Regions from separate parts of the Mus musculus genome. Here region 1 is linked to region 2. Evidence: chromatin contacts called from public promoter capture Hi-C data. All regions are on one chromosome and are shown on one strand. The core of a region is the stretch at or near the end of the contact, and the rest is flanking DNA. Distances in the headings are between cores, read along the strand shown.

What was found. Capture Hi-C pulls out chosen DNA fragments and counts their contacts.
Region 1: a promoter capture Hi-C map of liver shows a contact between it and region 2. The contact joins the promoter of Haus5 here to the promoter of Nphs1os in region 2. A contact is called at or near these places in 7 of 39 promoter capture datasets (the C10 cell line, cranial neural crest, embryonic stem cells and 4 more) and 3 of 9 other capture datasets (adipose tissue, liver and pancreatic islet).

The regions. Positions count from the first base shown.
Region 1 is chr7:30,663,647-30,668,222 of GRCm38.p6, forward strand. Haus5 (HAUS augmin-like complex, subunit 5) reads right to left here and starts at 1,348. Exons shown (of 19, transcript NM_027999.1): 1 at 1,185-1,348. The coding sequence starts at 1,282.
Region 2 is chr7:30,463,781-30,468,595 of GRCm38.p6, forward strand. It overlaps Nphs1os (nephrosis 1 homolog, nephrin, opposite strand), which reads right to left and starts at 1,811. Exons shown (of 3, transcript NR_004443.2): 1 at 1,669-1,811. It overlaps Nphs1 (nephrosis 1, nephrin), which reads left to right. Exons shown (of 30, transcript NM_019459.2): 11 at 1-122; 12 at 1,686-1,872; 13 at 1,972-2,101; 14 at 2,229-2,401; 15 at 3,440-3,580; 16 at 3,661-3,801; 17 at 4,123-4,244.

The DNA of each region.
Region 1 (4,576 bases), core at 98-2,597, 200 kb after region 2:
GAGTGGGTAGGTGAGGTGCTGTAGGAACCCCCTTATTCTGCAGATCTGTCTCATTCTCGATGAGGGATAAAGAAATAATAGTTTTGTTTTGTTTTTTTGGTTTTTTGAGACAGGGTTTCTCTGTATAGCCCTGGCTGTCCTGGAACTCACTTTGTAGACCAGGCTGGCCTCGAACTCAGAAATCCGCCTGCCTCTGCCTCCCGAGTGCTGGGAAGAAATATAGTTTTTAGCTTAATATTTTGTTTTGTTTTGTTTTTGTCTTTTCAAGACAGGGTTTCTCTGTGTAGCCGAACTCAGAAATTCACCTGCCTCTGCCTATCAAGTGCTAGGATTAAAGGGGTGCGTCACCACGCCCGGCTTAGTTTTTAGCTTAATTAATGTATACCAAAGTTATTTGCAGAGCTTGCTTCCCCTATCTCTGTCTCCTGCTGCAAGCTGTCTGCAGCAGCCACTCTCTATCTTCAGCTGTCTCCTGCTGCTTAAAGAATCTTCCCTTTCTCCAGGCAGTGGTGGCGCATGTCTTTAATCCCAGCACTTGGGAGGCAGAAGCAGGTGGATTTCTGAGTTCTAGGCCAGCCTGATCTACAGAGTGAGTTCCAGGACAGCCAGGGATACACAGAGAAACCCTGTCTTGAGAAACTCAAAAAAAAAAAAAAAAAAAAAAAAAAAAAAGAAAGAAAGAAAGATTCTTCTCTTTCCCTGCCAGTGTAAACAAATTCAAGACCACCCGGCCCCTTCCCTATCTGCAGGGACAGACTAGTGGTCATAAAGACCACAGCTGCCAGAAATGACCATCCTTGAGAAAACCTCCCTAGCCCTCCTCAGCCTGAATTCTGAGGAAAACTACAAGCTGCTTTGACCTTGCTGATTGCTGACAAAGTTTTCTGCCAAATTAAAATTATACTGTTGCTTTATTAGCCAATAATAAAATAGCTGTGTGAGCCCTTTCACAAAAAGTATAAATTAGCTGTATTTAGACAATCGGGGTTGACTCTCCCTGCGAGGCTGAGCAACCTCATGTGCGTCGGATTAAAAACCTCTTGTTATTACAGCGTCTATGATCAAGCTGTGTTTCTGGGGGTCGCGTTCTCTACACCTGGGCCCCGGGGGTCTAACAGGGCGGTGATCTTACTCCTCGAGGCTAATTCCAGGATGGGGAGACCTTACTCCAGAAGCAGCCTCACCTACGCAGCGTCGACTCCCGGGGGCGAGCTGCTAGGGGCACCTCCATCTCTTCAGCAGCCCAGCGACTCAGTTCCCGCTCTTTCTGCGTTAGTTCCATGGCTGTCACAGAGCTCAGCTGCAGTCGCAGCTTCCCGCACTCTCTTTAAGTATGGCGCCCATCTATGACGTCAGGAGCGCGACGCTGAGATGTCACCGGTTGCCAAGCAGACAGCAGGTCCCGGCTGACGGGTCTCTCTGTACCGGGCCGCTACCCGTAGCGGCTCTTGGCGCTCTAGTGTATGTAGGTTAGTAAATGAAAATGAAAAGGATGGGGTGAAATTCAGACACCCGCTTATCCACCTTTGTTCTTTCACTCACTGTAAGAGGCAGAAGGTTCTAAAAGCTTCACTCTACCTGGGGAAAAAAAGGGGGCGGCGGGTGGGAACGTGCAAGAAATTTCCTTTTCCCAAACTCGGGCTTTTAGACAAAACCCATCATTCTCTCAGGGACTTAAGAAAATCGTTTTTACTTGCTAAAAGTGGTCATTCTCCTCGTCTTTGGCAGAAGGGACATAGAACTCTTCCATTAATCTATGCCTTTGGTGGCGTCTATTGGCATATCGAGGTCTATGCTAGCTTCTAGGTTCCTTCAGGCCCTTCTCACAACAACCTCTTACAGAGTCATCCTGCCTGCCTGGCATACCCCGCCCCTACACCGAATCTCTCTAGCCCCCGAGCTTTGCCCACTTCAGATTCTCATAACTCAGCCATTTTGGCCACTCCCCTCTTTATTCCCAAGCACCCTCGGGGTCCTCTTGGAACCCTCTCTCCAAGTCTTCTCTTCTTAGCTCGCCCCCGCCCCACTCCCCACCTCTCCTCTCGTGGCCCCATCTATTTTGCTGGTTATATTCAGTCTGAACTCTTCCAGATGCCTCTGGCTGTACTCTTCTTCATGTCTACAGTAAAATCCTTCTCACCCATACTTAGGAGCATTCTTGTCCTGTTGTGGGTTGCCCTGGCGCCATTTGTATTTTGATGTTTATTCTGCTTCATCAAGAGGAGCTGTCCTCTACAATGAGCAGAGCGCATACTCAGGTGATCTCACTGGGCCTTCTTCCCAGTCTCAGAGAGGGAGGAGAGAGACATGGCCTGGAGAAGCCGCAAGTAGCAAGAAGTCTCATAGTTGGCAACTAGATTAGTACAGTGATAGATCTGCCCAATCTAGGCATATAGCTTATAACTATAACTGAGTTGTGTGTTTTTTATACGGGCTTATTGGGGTGAGAAATTACCGCAACATTGTCCTGATTTTCATTCAATGAGAAACAAATGAGAGACAATGGACTTAATGCTCATTTTATTAATTTTTAATTTAGCTAACTTTTCTATATATTTTAAGATATGTTAGATCTTATTTTGTGAGTATATGTTTTTTTGCCTGCATGCAGTACGGTAATTCCCCAAATTAATCTGCAAGCTCCACCTGCTCAGGAACCAGATAACTTCCTGGAATGCAGGAATTTAATTTTTAAAAAAGATTTATTTATTATTATATGTAAGTACACTGTAGCTGTCTTCAGACACACCAGAAGAGGGCATCGGATCCAATTACAGATGGTTGTGAGCCACCATGTGGTTGCTGGGAATTGAAGTCAGGACCTTTCAGAAGAGCAGTCAGTGCTCTTAACCACTGAGCCATCTCTCTAGCCCCCGTCTTATCTTAAAAATCCAGGTTTATAGAATTTTACTAAGATAAAAACTGCACCTCCATGCACGTATGTACAGCAATGTACCTTTCAGACAGCCACACTCGTAACATAAAAACCCACTTGCAATTAATTTTAGAAAGATTAAATGGTTTACACTATTAGAACTTGATTTTGCCTTCTGAAAATTATGATTATGCTCTATGTCTTTGCTCTTTAAAAAATACTTAATTTTGATATTGCAAAGACACAATTGAGAGATTTCAAACTTCCTTTAAAAAGTTTTAGAGGCTTACAACATTAAAAAAGGTTAAACATTACTGGCTTAGAGATGTCTCTCCTTGCCTAAGGTCTATTTAGGCTGACAGATGATTTAAGAATATATGTCTATCTTTGCTTTTGCTAGCATTATGAAACTAGTTTTTTAATAAACTGAGTCATATGGGAAACTGTTATGTTCTACAATGACACACCATATATAGGTCAGAAACGTTCCCAGTCTCTTTATGGATTAAAAAGCTTTGTTTTGACACTAAGAGAAGTCCAGTTTAAAATCCTTATTTTAAATCTAAACGTAAAAGAAAAAAATCTAAACATAACAGCTATAATATGTGAAGTTCTAATCTTATGAAGCTTACTAAATTACTGTAAACTATTGAGGATAATTAAAAAATGCAAGTTAATATAATCAAATTCTTCAATATCTTCAGAAGTATATTTATAGTCATGATAAACACTAAAAGCAGAGAAGGATGGTTTAACTCAGGTATGTTTGGTAGGTACCAGCTATAATCTGTTAGAGATCTTTTGAATATGTCATTTAAGATGTTTAAACTTATTATGACTGACAGAGACTCCCAGATCCTAGCAGTGACACCCCCTGCCAAGGTTTCCAAGAAGATAATGGGCACAGGGGTTTGGTGTATAAAGGACTCCATCTGGGTTGTGGTAATGCTAACCACTGGGCAAGACTGCCCCACTGCTAGGGCTCAGCCCTTTTGGACAAGCAAGACATGGAAGAATTGATTATCCTACTTTGCCTAGATAAGGTGAGGTCAGTCTCTCCCATGTTCTCCTCCTCAGAGAAGCCTCTCATCTTTGGGCCTAATGTCCAATGACTGCCTCTGTTCCCAGAGCCATGCAGACAGTCTGAGACGACTGGCTAGGGAATGGACTATGGACTAGTCTCTGTCTTTTTAATGGATACATAGGTTATATAGACTATAATTTATCCTTCTCAGTTCTCTGATCACATTGACAGCTAGGCTAACTGTAGCTTGTCAGCTAGGGAACAACAGGCAACTAGCTCCTGATCCAGGTAATCACCCACTGTGTCAGTTCGTCAGTCAGTTCATTAACTAGTTAAAGCTACTAGGTCTCTTATTAACAGAGGACAAATGGGTTTGCCTTGCTCACAGACCTCGTGTTAAAAGATAAACAGATTGTAGATGTAACTTTTCACTAAAGAAACATGTTTTATACTTTTGCTAAGACTTGAAGACATGTGTCTATTTCTGCTGTCTTGCAGATACTTGTTGACTGCTTCTTCTACACTGTTATTTTAATACAATGGTAGTGCTAATATACCTCCTTTTATGAACTGAAAAATTCACGTAATCTTCAGGGAATCAAAGAAGTCCCAAGACTTGAATCCACATAAGCACACCTGCCTGTTCCTGAAAATGGAACTTTTCCTTGGTCGTGGAA
Region 2 (4,815 bases), core at 561-3,060:
CGGCCCAGAAGCTGTGGATTGAGGGACCCCCAGAGGGGCAGAGCATCCGGACTGGAACTCGGGTGAGGCTGGTATGCTTGGCCATTGGAGGCAACCCAGAGCCCTCCCTCACCTGGCTTAAGGTAGGGGCCAAGCAAGAAAGGAAAGGCATGAGACCTTCCTCTCTCGCCCTTCCTGTCTTTTTTCTTTTCCCTTTTTTCTTCCTGTTTATCTGCTTGTGTGTGTGTGTGTGTGTGTGTGTGTGTGTGTGTGTGTGTGTGTGTGTGTGAGAGAGAGAGAGAGAGAGAGAGAGAGAGAGAGAGCTAAAACCACTCACACTCTACTGACTGAGCTGTCCTCTCATTCTCATTTGCTTTCCTAAGACACGATGTTATGTCATCTAGGCTGGCCTTGAATTCTGTTTGTTTTTGATCCAGGAAGGGTTTCAGGATGCAGTCCTGGCAGGCCTAGAACTCATTATGTAAACCAGGCTGGTCTCCAATTTAGAGAGATCACCCGACTCTGCCTGGATTAAAACCCTGCTCAGCCTTTTGATCCTCTTGTCCTCTCCACCCCCTCAGAACGTGGAAACACCCGTATCTCTTGGAAAACTCTAGAGATTATGGAAAGTCACAAATGCCATGAGAATTAATGGAACCCCCAGGAAAGTTCTGGAAAAATAATTCCAGGATTAAAAAAAAAAAGGAACTTTGGGTCAAAATAGAAAATTCTAGAGATAAAGTAACTATAATTCCATTCATAGTAAAGAAAATTCATTCACATTAAAGCTAATGTTAAGAAAAATAAAGAATGAAGGGCGGGAAGAGAAAGATATGGAGAGGGACAGAGACGGGGGACAGAGAGATGAAGGAGGCAGAAAAAGAGGCAGAGACAGAGGCAGGGATATCTAAGGGTTAATATTGGAATTAGGGAAAAGGTTCGAGAAGTTTGGAGGGAGAGTGGAAAGTTTTTGAAATTTTAAATTCTTATTTATTAATTTTAATATGCATGTATGTTTTGTCTGTGAACCACATTCATCCCTAATGCCTTGAGAAGGTCAGAAGAGTGTGTCAGGTTCCCTAGGACTAGAGCTACAGTAAGTTGTTAGCTTCCATGTGGGTGCTGGGAATTGAACCCTGATCCTCTGGAAGCACAGCCTTACCTGCGGAAGACGGGAATTTTTAAGAAACACACCTGTGGGGAGTCAGTCCTTTTGTAATCCTAGCACTTGGAAGCTGAAGGCAGGAAGGTCAGGAGTTCAAGGTTATCCTCGGTTAGGCTGCTTAGAGGACTCACTCTGTGGTCAACCCTGGCTACATGAGATCCCCTCTCAAGCAAAACAAGGCAAAAACAACAGAGGCAAAGAAAAGGGAAAGAGTATTGGGAATTCCGAGGGAGTTTCCTGTTCTGTAAATATCACAGTTCTGGGTTTGGGGGTGTGGTACCTGCAGCAAGCAAAGGGCTGGAGAGGTGGGGGTGGGGTGGGGGGCTGGAGGTAGGTGGTGTGTGTAGGTGTGGGGGTGGAGATAGGGGGCGCGGTGCACAATGGACAAAAGATCCCAAGACTACCAAGGCAGGCAGGAGAGGCTAGAACTAGGGATACCCAAATTCAGACCCTACTCCTGCTGCCGCTGTTGAGAAGGGCACCTTCATCACACAAAGGCCCTCTCTGGGCTAACGGCCACCCACCCTATTTGGATACTCAGGATTCGCGCCCGGTGAACGATCCTCGGCAGTCTCAGGAGCCCCGGCGTGTGCAGCTGGGCAGTGTGGAGAAGTCCGGCAGCACTTTCTCCCGCGAGCTGGTGCTGATCATAGGCCCGCCGGACAACCTAGCCAAGTTCTCCTGCAAGGCGGGTCAGCTCAGTGCGTCTACGCAGCTGGTGGTGCAGTGTGAGCGCACAGGCCCAGCGGGTGGCGAGTGTTGGAGAGGGGGCGGTGTAGACCCTTGTAGCTCAGGTTCCTCAGCCTTTGAATCTCTAATCCGTTAAGTCCCCCCAACAAACCTGACCATCCTGGCCAACTCGTCCGCACTGCGCCCAGGCGACGCCTTGAACTTGACCTGCGTCAGCATCAGCAGCAACCCTCCAGTTAACTTGTCTTTGGACAAGGAAGGAGAGAGGTGAGTTTATAGGAAACCCTATCCCGTCCATGTTCAGTTACCCCCGCCCCCGCCCCAGTCTGCTCCCTCGGTGCCCTAAGCTTCCGGGACCAGCTGGGTCCTCACCCATTTTCTCAAACTTGCACAGGCTGGACGACGTGGCTGCAAAACCCCAGAGCGCCCCATTCAAAGGCTCCGCTGCATCCAGGAGTGTTTTTCTTCGGGTGTCATCCCGAGACCACGGTCACCGGGTTACCTGCCGGGCCCACAGCGAGGCACTTCGTGAAACCGTGAGCTCTTTCTACCGCCTCAACGTGTTATGTAAGTGCGCAGGCCTAGCACAGCCCCTCTCGCACCATCCCCTGTAGACGGCAGCTACTGGAGTCTTCACCTTGACCTCTACCGAGTTTGTAACTTTCCTAGCCTTCATCCTGATCTCCGGCTGTCAGCAGTTCCAATCCACGCTCTCCACTCTCAGCTTGGCACTCGCTGCTATCTTTTTTTTCCTCCCCTCAAAACTGGATCTTAGCTTCTCAATTGTTAAATTTTAAAAGTTTTAAAATAGTCCTGACTGACCTGGAACTTGATATGAAGAGTAGGAAAGTCATGAGCTTGCAGCAATCCTCCTGTCTCTGAACTCTAAAGTTTACTGCCTCTGAAGTGCTGGGATTGCAAGCCTGTAAGGCCATATCTGGCTTTGCGTATTTTGTTCTGCTGTTTTTGTTTTTTCAGACAGTATCTGACTGAACAGCTCTGGCTGGCTTGGAACTTACAAATGATCCACTTGTCTCTGTCTCCCACGAGCTGGGATTAAAGGCATGCCTCACCACACCCCACTTGGATTTTTTTAAATTACATCTAATTATTGTGTGTGTTCCCTCATGTCTGGGCCATGGTGAGCAGGTGGTCAGAAAACAAAAGAAAAACATTTTGTTTGTTTTTTGTGGGGTTTAGGTTTCGGAGACAGGGTTTCTCTGTGAAGCCCTCACTGTCCAGGAACTAGCTCTGTAGACCAGGCTGTCCTCGAACTCACAAGAGATTCGCTTGCCTCTGCCTCCAAAGTACTGGGATTAAAGGCGTGCACTGTGGCCGCCGCCCAGTCTCACAGAACAATTTAAGGAAGCTGGATCTCACCCCTCCGCCTTGAGGGTTCCCGACACTGAACTCGGGTTTGGCAGTAATCTTACCAGTTGAACCATCCTACCAGGTTTTAGCTTCTATCCAGAGCCTTGTCCCAGATCTCAGTTCTAACAATTGTCCTGTCCACCACCCTAGTCCTGGCCTCGACCCTAACCTTAACCCCTGAACTTGTGCCTTAACTTTACCGACTCTTGACTTCCTGGGTCGCCCCCTCTGAAGACCCTCCAGAGTTCCTGGGAGAGCAAGTGCGGGCAGTGACCGTGGTGGAGCAGGGCCAGGCACTGCTGCCTGTGTCCGTGTCTGCTAACCCCGCCCCCGAGGCCTTCAACTGGACCTTCCGAGGCTACCGCCTCAGCCCAGGTAGGATGTGGGCCTGGAGGAGGGTTCAGATTCAGGAGGCTGGGCGGGACTTCCAGGCTCCTGACCCACTCCTTCCGCAGCTGGGGGTCCCCGGCACCGCATCCTGTCTGGAGGGGCACTGCAGCTGTGGAATGTAACCCGAGCTGACGATGGCTTTTATCAGCTACACTGCCAGAACTCGGAGGGCACCGCCGAGGCGCTGTTGAAGCTGGACGTGCATTGTGAGCCCCCTCAGAAACCCGGAAAACTAGGGTTTCCCAAGAGTTGCTCCTTACTGTGGACGACACGCCCATTCAAGTTCTCTTGACCCCACCCCAGCACAGTTCTGGTATACCCCCGCCCCCCAGCGCACATACCAGACTCTAATAATCACAGAGGCACAACGATGAAGACAGGCTTATTATCTTGAGAATTCTCTTCCATAAAGGGCAAGCTGTACCCACCTCCATACTATTCTGGACACCTGAAAGACACTCCTCCTCCCTGAGATCTGTCCCCCCTCACCCGCTAAGTTTCTTCATCAAGCACCTATCTCCCAATAGATGCTCCCACCATCCGTGCCCTGAAGGACCCTACTGAGGTGAATGTTGGGGGTTCTGTGGATATAGTCTGCACCGTCGATGCCAATCCCATCCTCCCAGAGATGTTCAGCTGGGAGAGACTGGTAAGCACCTAGCCTTTGGTGGACGGAGGTTGAGCTAGGAAGATGCAGTCTCCGGGTTGCTAGCGCCTTGGAAGTGGATGTTGCACTGTGTGAAGCCATGTGTGACTGTACAGGTCAGGGTATCTTCTGGGAACTGATTTTGTTGAATGGCAGGTGAATGTGTGAATGAGTGAATAGTGTGTGTGTGTGTGTGTGTGTGTGTGTGTGTGTGTGTGTGTGTGTGTGTAAATGGGTGCATGAAGGAATGAAAAGTTGGAGGATGAGTAAAAAAATAAGTGAAAAAACAGAAAATAGGATGGGCGACTCCATGCTTGATTAAAGGGTGGACAAATAGGATGAGAAGACCGGCAGGTGAGTGGAAGGAAGTCTGTGGTAGATATTCCTACATACATACATACATGTATCATACACATGATGTATATGATATATATCATATATAACTTTCATCATACATACATACATATATGTATATGCATTATAAATGTATGTGTGTATAAGCAGTATACATATTTATGAATGTGGACATGGAGGAGTGAAAAACAGCATGAATGAGCAGAGCACTGCCTGATGG